2 separate regions of the Mus musculus genome follow, and region 2 is linked to region 1. A link is a contact called in public HiChIP or PLAC-seq data. All regions are on one chromosome and are shown on one strand. Each heading gives the region's core, a stretch centred on a gene start, on an enhancer-like site or on the middle of the called end of the contact. The rest is flanking DNA. Distances are from core to core; before and after follow the strand shown.

Region 1 (4,034 bases), core at 992-3,491:
AACTATGTTCAATTGTTTGAAGTCTGTTCACAAAACGGTGGTTGGGTACAGGCCTCTAATCCCAGCAACAATGAAGCATAGGCAGGCAGATCAAAGGCTATCCCAGGCTGCATAGTCTGTCACTATCTCAAGATTTTTTTTTAAAAAGATGTTTGCTAGTAAAATGGAAAATAACTTCATACTATTAATGAGTTTTATTTATTTTGATTTATTTTAATTCATGTCACTTTACTATGTTGGAATAAATATCCAATGTATGTATACAACATATATGCACATGTGTGTATATATATATATGTATATATGTACATATATATGTTTGCTAAAAAATAGTAAAATTAATACCTAAGTTATACTGAAAGAAAATAAAATTTCTACATCTCAGGATGCCATGAAAGGAATAACAAGAAAGTTTGTATTCTGGAGAGTATAAAGGATGGATTGGTGAGTTTTTACATCATGTACAGTTTACCACAAAACAATTGTTTATGTTTCTGTGTATATGTGCTGATGTGTAAGTATATGTGTATGTTTATGAGTATATATATATATATATATATATATATGGTAGTACATACAAACACACATATATGTTATTATATGTTATATATAATATATGTATATATATATATTATTCAATATTATATGAGGTTTTGCTTTGTGTCACCCTTTGATCTCTAGCTGGGACACTGGTGCTTATGGGTTTAGTCTTCTTTTTCACTGAAAATTATGTGAGATGATTTAGCAGTTTTGACTAGAAGACATTTTCTCTTTAATCACACTGACAGGCTACTTACGTTCTCCTTCTCTTATGAATACTGATAAGTTGTCTTAAAATGGCTTCTTCAGTTAAGTGAACAAATCCTTGCAATGGAGAGCGAACTGAAAGCCAGAATGGCAGACGTGTCTCAACAGAAATCTTACAGGAGTCTCTCATTGCCCTCAAATCTGCCTTTGGAAACTGCTAGAGGGCAGACACTGTCTGTATTGAAATTTGTGCTGGCTTGTTATTTGACTGTAGTAAAACCCTGATAATAGTATTAAAATAGAAACCTACCACCTTCCAGAGCATCAGTGATTGGCACATAAGCCAACAAAGAGCCAGCCAGGTTCTGGACTTGGACCGTGGGAGCCTGGTATGAGGCCCTAGTGTGTGAGGCAGTGTTGATCCCAGCATGTGCTTCTGCTGGGATTACATCCTCAGGCTTCATGGTGAGGTTCTCTGAATGGGTACATATGCGTTAAGCGTTGAAGTTTGGTCTATTGCTATACATTGCAATAAGTATTGTAATGCTATATGTATAGACAAAAGGTCTAGGGTTACTCATGACTTTTCATGTTTACAAGCTTTTGTTGTGCAAACCTTGTTCCTTGATTTAAAACTTTTGGTTAAAAAAAATTGGCTACAGCCAATTACTGGAGGGATTGGAGGTAGATGGATTAGGAGTGACCTTGCTGGTGGAGGAGAAGCCCAGAATAAAGAGGAAAACGGGCATGGAGGAGGAAGCTGTCATGAGGAGAGAGGAGCCATCAACATGTGGCCAGGAGAAAGAGCAAATGTCTGGGGTACACCGCTGGGGAGGTAGCCAAGCCTGCAGTCAGAAGAGTAGATTATGGGTGACCCCCAGGAGTTGTCAAAGCCAAAGAAAATAGCTGTAGTCTGAGTCTCATTTATTTGTAAGCTAGTCGGGCATAAGCTTAAACAGTTCTTACTACAGTTAAGTCAGGAAACAACCTTACACGTGGTTCCTATGAGTGCCAAAGACAATGAAGAGAAAACACATGGCACGTACTTAGGTTTCCCATAATGACAGAAGACTATTGCTTTCCTGGTCAGCAAACATAGGTAACTTAGGTGAGGGTCATACAAAAAAGGGGTAATTCTAGCTTTCAAAGATGATCTCTTTATGATTGTATATTGTGCTTCCGCGGAGGGAAGATTTACTAACTGTTTACTTTGAAGCAGTAAGCTCTGACCCAATTTCTCCAAGCCAGATGGCAAAGCCACTTCCAGCGGGGCAGATGGCCCTATTGATTTGCAGAACCGCGAAAACATCAGGCTTAGGAGATACTCTGGGATGCAACTGGTGCACCCAGAAGATAGAAGACGACCTTTGATGTTAGCCTGGGTACCAAGGAAGCACAGACTGTCAGAAAGAAGTGTGTGGCTTCACACACTCGCACAGTATGGAGGGTGTGAAGCGAAGCATTCAGAGCAAGCCAAGCTGCTCTCGCCAGCACCGGGCGCATTCAAGAAGCTTCATGAACTACCCCTCTTTGTGGATGGGTCCAGCAGTGTTTATGAGTACCAGATGTGCTCGCCATGAAAGGAAATGGGAGAGCCACACATTCATATTCATTAATGAGGTAATAGCAGACATAATCGGCAAAGGCATCTATCTGTCGAAGGCACACTGGTAAGAAACGTTACAAGGAAATATTGCTCAAATGGAAAGCATCCCCAGGATCTATTTTGCCTTGAAATAATTATAAATTATATTGAAAATAACAAACCCCAAGTTTGGCACTGCAAAGAGTGTATCTGCTTGTGATACACTGTGCTTAAATTCCAAGAGAAATACCTCCAGAGCTTTCTGGTAATCAGGCATCTTTAGAGATAGAATTAATTCCCTCAGCAATGATGAGTTCCTAACCTGCAGAGGCCAATCTGCAAATATAATATGGGAGAACTCATTAGCACCTGAGAAGATAGTGTCCTTGCTGGGAGTAAAAGCATTGATCAGTGGCTTCATTCTTTTAAGCATCACAAAAGTGAGTGTTCCCATTCTTTAAGAGAGTATTCAGGAATGAAAGATTTGAGCCTAGGCCTGAGTCTAAGAATGCTTTGTCTATACACCATGGTTTCCTAATCTCGCTTATGGGCAAGCTAACACTGACCTACAGGTACAAATACTCCATCAGAAATTATTCTTCTAGATAAACTACAATGAAATAATTTAAATTACAAGCTTCACACACATTTATCATCCTATTGCCTAGCCTTATTTACTATTTGACCCTAATTGTACTTATGGCAAAAGAAATTTAGACTCCTTGCCTGTTAATGGTTATAAATGATCAGATAATCAAGTTCTATCCAAGGTTTTATATGGATGTTTAGGCTTTGGGGAAAGGAAAATTAAAGGCCATTTACAAACACATGCTTTCAAGCTATTTTATTTTAAATGTGTGATGTACATGTATTTGTAATAAATTCAACAATAACATTTCTATTGTGTTCTAGTGGTCCATTGTCTAATTCTACTGTATGACAAACTTTATTTATTTGGTTCTTTCAAGACAGGGTTTCTCTGTATAGCCCTGGCCATTCTGGAACTTGCTCTGTAGACCAAGGTAGCCTCAGATTCAGAGCTCAGGGTCAGAGACACATTGTGACCACAATGCAGGAATGAAGCTGTCTCTCTCTTTGTGTCAGCATTTACTTAGTACCTCTGAGACATGACTGTTTAGATATTATTTAAGATCCTTCAGTTATACTTTACATTTTTTTCAGTGGGGCTTTACAGCTGAAACATGCTATCTTTGTAAAGACAAAAAAAAAACCACAACAAAACAAACAAACAAACAAACAAAAATGCCATAGGAAATTTGTCATGTAGCCATTAGCTTAGGGGAATCCATTTTATTCCATTCAAGGGAGTGAGACAAAAAGACAAGAAAAATCAAAGTGTCATTGTCATTTAGCATAGTTATAAGTATCACAATGAGATTGAGTAGGAAACAACATAAAAAAGAATAGGCTGCTCTGTTAGCTTTCTCGATGAATATTCAGTATTTAGATCCTGGAACTATAAAAAGAAAATGGTCTATTTGAATATTTAAAAAAAAAAGCCTACCTTGACACTGCTAAACCATTTTCTTTCTTTTTTGTGCATGTGTGGGGAAGATGGCTAATTCTAGAACATGCACAGAGATCCTGTACTTGCTTAGCCATCTTCCATGAGGGACAGGCCTGTAAGAGGAAGCTGACAGGCAAGAGAGATCAAAGGTGGGGCTTTTGCTTATGGGTCCAG
Region 2 (4,034 bases), core at 398-2,897, 130 kb before region 1:
TTGTCCTTCCAAGTTACTTATGTAGGGCATTTTATCACCATGAGGAAATTTAATTAACACAGAAAGAAACTAAATGCATAATTCTGAAGAAGGTGGAAGCATTCTGATATTGTTACAGGAACACCATCAAGATCACAAAACAAATTGGAAGACTGTGAAGTACATGGCCTCGGTTCTCTACGACACTTATTTTGAACAGTATGTTAAAAATTAAGTTAAAATGGGTGTCAGCTTATCGAGTGGCTGCTTCTCAATCATCAAGTTATATGTCATCATCACTTTCCTGAAGGTTGTCCATGCCCAGAATCCTTTTGAGTATAAACTACACTATGAACAATTCAAATAAATAAAAGCACCACAACAAAAGCAAGACAGAGCGATGAGTGATGTCTAAGAAGGAAGGGAAGGACAGTCCTTTCTCCATCCCAGGGAAGGACTTGGTCCCCATTGCTAGAATCTTGAGGAAGGCCTTGAAACAAAAAGACTTATTCCAGGATATCAAAGTCCAGTTTCCTTCCTGCCACAACCTGTGCTGTGTTTGGAAATATTAATGACTCCCATCACTGAGGTCAATGGCACAAAGCGTAATTATGAGAAGACGTGTGGCTTCTTTACATCTCACACCTGTTGCTTAAATGGTCGTAGAATATCCTTAAACTTAATTTTAATCATGAAGCAAATGCATTGAAGGAGATATCTGGGCACTCATCACGCATTTGGTTCTCTTAGTCATGCAGAAAAACATAAAAATTAAACACAATCTACTGCTTTTACAAGCTAGATAGTATATATCTTTTGAAAAATGTGTAAGTAGGTTTAACATGATGATTTTAATAATCATATCATCTTAATGTTCCAGATACTAGCCCCCAAAGAATAAGTTTGAAGTTTCTGAGAATGAATAATACAATTACAAACAATATTATGCACTACAGAATGGCCTTATTTTGATTTAAACAAAATAATTACAAGTTGAGACACACACTTGGATAGTGTCTATTAATATTGTTACCAAAGAGAGAATGTGGGGCAAGCTTTGCTACACCCACACACAACATAGATACTTTCCAAAATCACATGAAGTTTACACCACTTCTAAGGCCTTTATATAGTTCAGTTGTCCAAAAGCGAGTTTGTAAAACAAATAAGAAAAGAAACACAAAAGTTTTAAGGACCTTGCTTCTTGGATTTTAGACAGGCATTATTCAAGGGACAATGAATATGTCACACTTGTAGTTCTGACAGTGAATTTAGGACAAGGGAAATGGCCCCAAAGCCTGGGCTACTGCACACAAACAAAGCAGGCACTGTAGCCAAACTCATCTATCAGAAACAAGGGAACTACACTAGACACAATGGAGGGGCTTGTTCTTATGTTAGCCTACACATGTTGAGAACTCTACAGCTTCAATTTATCTTATTTAGTTGTTCATCAAAGAACACTATACAAGTATCTTGCAAAAACTATTTTATAAATAAAACTTTGAAATGAAATTTTAAATAAAAATGAAGAAAATTATTCTAATATTTTTCAGGTAAACGTTAAGTACTTTAAAACTGCATTTATATTTAAGAGCTTCAAGATGTAGGTCAGGAGACTCTGCAGATGTGCTGTCAATTACCAGCTACTGTATGCTCATCTGACCGAGGTAACACCACTGAAACTGAACACCCAGATACCCAGCCACTTTACAGAAGCAGCTGAAGGGTCGTGTCCTTTAGTCACATGACTGGTGATGCTCGACCTAGAAGCATCTTCAGACACATACATGGCACTCTACACTGATTGGCACTGTTTCCAAATACTGCCATTGATTATATAAAGTCCTTAGGTGGAAGATCAAGTTGTTTGCTTAACAGCTGCTCGAGGTTTGATCTTCAGAAATTCAGAGAGAGAGAGTACCCCTCAGTCCATCAATGTGCCAAGATAAAATATCTTTGACTTTGCCCAATTTCCCTGCTCCTGTAACACTTCCATATACTGGAACCCAGGCAGAACTTAGATATTTTCTGAGATGGTCCTCACCCTTTCCACCTTCTCTCCCACCTCGCTGAATTCTTCTCTGCTGAATGATCCTATTATAACCCAAATATGTTCCTACATCTCCATCTCTATTTATATGTTTGTTTATTCATTCTATGGCATGATCCTCAGGCTCACAGCTTCTACCTTATAGGTGAATACTCTATCACTGGATGATATTCCAACCTCTTTTTTGTTTTACTTTTCTTCTGAACTTATTTTAGATTTGAGAATTTCTTTATATATATATTAGGTATTTTCCTAATTTACATTTCCAATGCTATCCCAAAAGTCCCCCATACCCTCCCCCCCACTCCCCTACCCACCCACTCCCACTTTTTGGCCCTGGCGTTCCTCTGTACTGGGGCATATAAAGTTTGCAAGTCCAATGGGCCTCTCTTTCCAGTGATGGCCGACTAGGCTATCTTCTGATACATATGCAGCTAGAGTCAAGAGCTCCGGGGTACTGGTTAGTTCATAATGTTGTTCCACCTATAGGGTTGCAGATCCCTTTAGCTCCTTGGGTACTTTCTCTAGCTCCTCCATTGGGAGCCCTATGATCCATCCAATAGCTGACTGTGAGCATCCACTTCTGTGTTTGCTAGGCCCTGGCATAGTCTCACAAGAGACAGCTATATCAGGGTCCTTTCAGCAAAATCTTGCTAGTGTATGCAATGGTGTCAGTGTTTGGAACCTGATTATGGGATGGATCCCCGGATATGGCAGTCTCTGACTCTATGTCATTTCTAACCTCCCCTCTGCCCCTCCAATTCTTCCTATAGTAACCCCGTTCTCTCTCAAGTCCATGACTTCTTCCTATTTAATTATTATATATGTGTATACATATATAAATAGAATCTGCTACTGAGTCCATTCAGTGCTGCTAATATGTATGTGCGTGCATGTGTGTGAACTCTCACAGAGAACCACTTGGAATTAGATAACTGATCAGAAGGCTCATTTTATTTTGAGGCAGGGTCTCATTAAGTTGCCTAGGTTGGCCCTAAAATAACTCTGTAACTCCGGTTGGCCTCAAACTGTGATCCTCTTGCCTAAGCATCCCCAGTAGCTGAATTACAGACCTCTGTCATAGGGTCCAGCTACTAACTTCTTTCATAAAACATTGCCATCATGAAATGGTAGCCAGCTTCCCTTGAGCCCATGTTTACATGAATCCACCACTGCCTTCCATGGCCCTTTATGGAAAACCCTAGATCTTTCATGATTGCTTCTGTTTATGACATTCAAAGCCCAATTCAATCAGATTTAACTTTTTGCCTCTCTATGTAATAAGTTTTTAAGTCCTAATGAAATCTACACCATCAAATCAATAGTTAGAGTTCTCATTCTAAAAATCTAACAGAAACACCTGACACAGAGGATCTGTGTTGTCTTCAGAGGACAACTTCAGGACCACCCATATCGAGTACTGAAAACTCAGTCCCCAAACACTATACCCCAGCACTCTCTCTCCTGTGTTCCCTATCTTCCTACCTGGCCTTAAAGCAGCTCTTCACTGCAACTGCCACTATCAAGCAGGTTATATATTCAGTTTCTGTACAAAAGGCCAGGATAGGCATTCCCTGAGTGTTATTGATCTATATTAACTTTATCTTTTTATCTGTTTGCTATGAAATTGGGTCACACATTATAGCTCAGGCTAGCCTCAAATTTGTTACACCACTGCATCAGCCTCCAAGGTACTGGAATTACAGGTGTAAGCCATCACACCTAGGTCACATCATTTTTTGTTACTATTTCTATTATTCCTCCAGTGAATTATAAACACACCTAATTATATTCCGGACAGTCGCGTGTGATAAATATTTCTAAAGTAACATATGGCTTAACCTCATATTTCTATCTCAAAGTTTCCCCTTTTAAGTAAATCTATTATAAATCTGGAAATTAGGTGACAAAATAAATACAAAATTGTGAATGACTTGGTCGAATGTTAGGAAAGGTATTTAAGTGAACATTCATATTATCTGGTCTACACTCCTTTCTTTCC

The links. HiChIP or PLAC-seq counts read pairs in DNA pulled down with a chosen protein or histone mark.
Region 2: a contact with region 1 is called in an H3K27ac HiChIP or PLAC-seq map of oligodendrocyte precursor cells, with 6 times the contacts expected there. The contact joins two enhancer-like sites. A contact is called at or near these places in 2 of 484 Hi-C or Micro-C datasets (cerebellum and uterus) and 2 of 115 datasets of contacts at active chromatin or transcription factors (oligodendrocyte precursor cells and stem cell-derived neural progenitor cells).

Annotation. Positions count from the first base shown.
Region 1 is chr15:91,963,513-91,967,546 of GRCm38.p6, reverse strand. It overlaps the pseudogene Gm18979. Among named protein-coding and RNA genes, the nearest start is that of Cntn1, 86 kb to the left of the region's middle. Within about 2 kb of position 2,241, at least 12 of the 459 cell types and tissues checked have an H3K27ac peak or open chromatin away from gene starts, as enhancers often do. A contact at or near this core is called in oligodendrocyte precursor cells, where this site is marked.
Region 2 is chr15:92,097,239-92,101,272 of GRCm38.p6, reverse strand. The region is part of intron 1 of Cntn1 (contactin 1); the gene reads right to left. Among named protein-coding and RNA genes, the nearest start is that of Cntn1, 48 kb to the right of the region's middle. Within about 2 kb of position 1,647, at least 9 of the 459 cell types and tissues checked have an H3K27ac peak or open chromatin away from gene starts, as enhancers often do. A contact at or near this core is called in oligodendrocyte precursor cells, where this site is marked.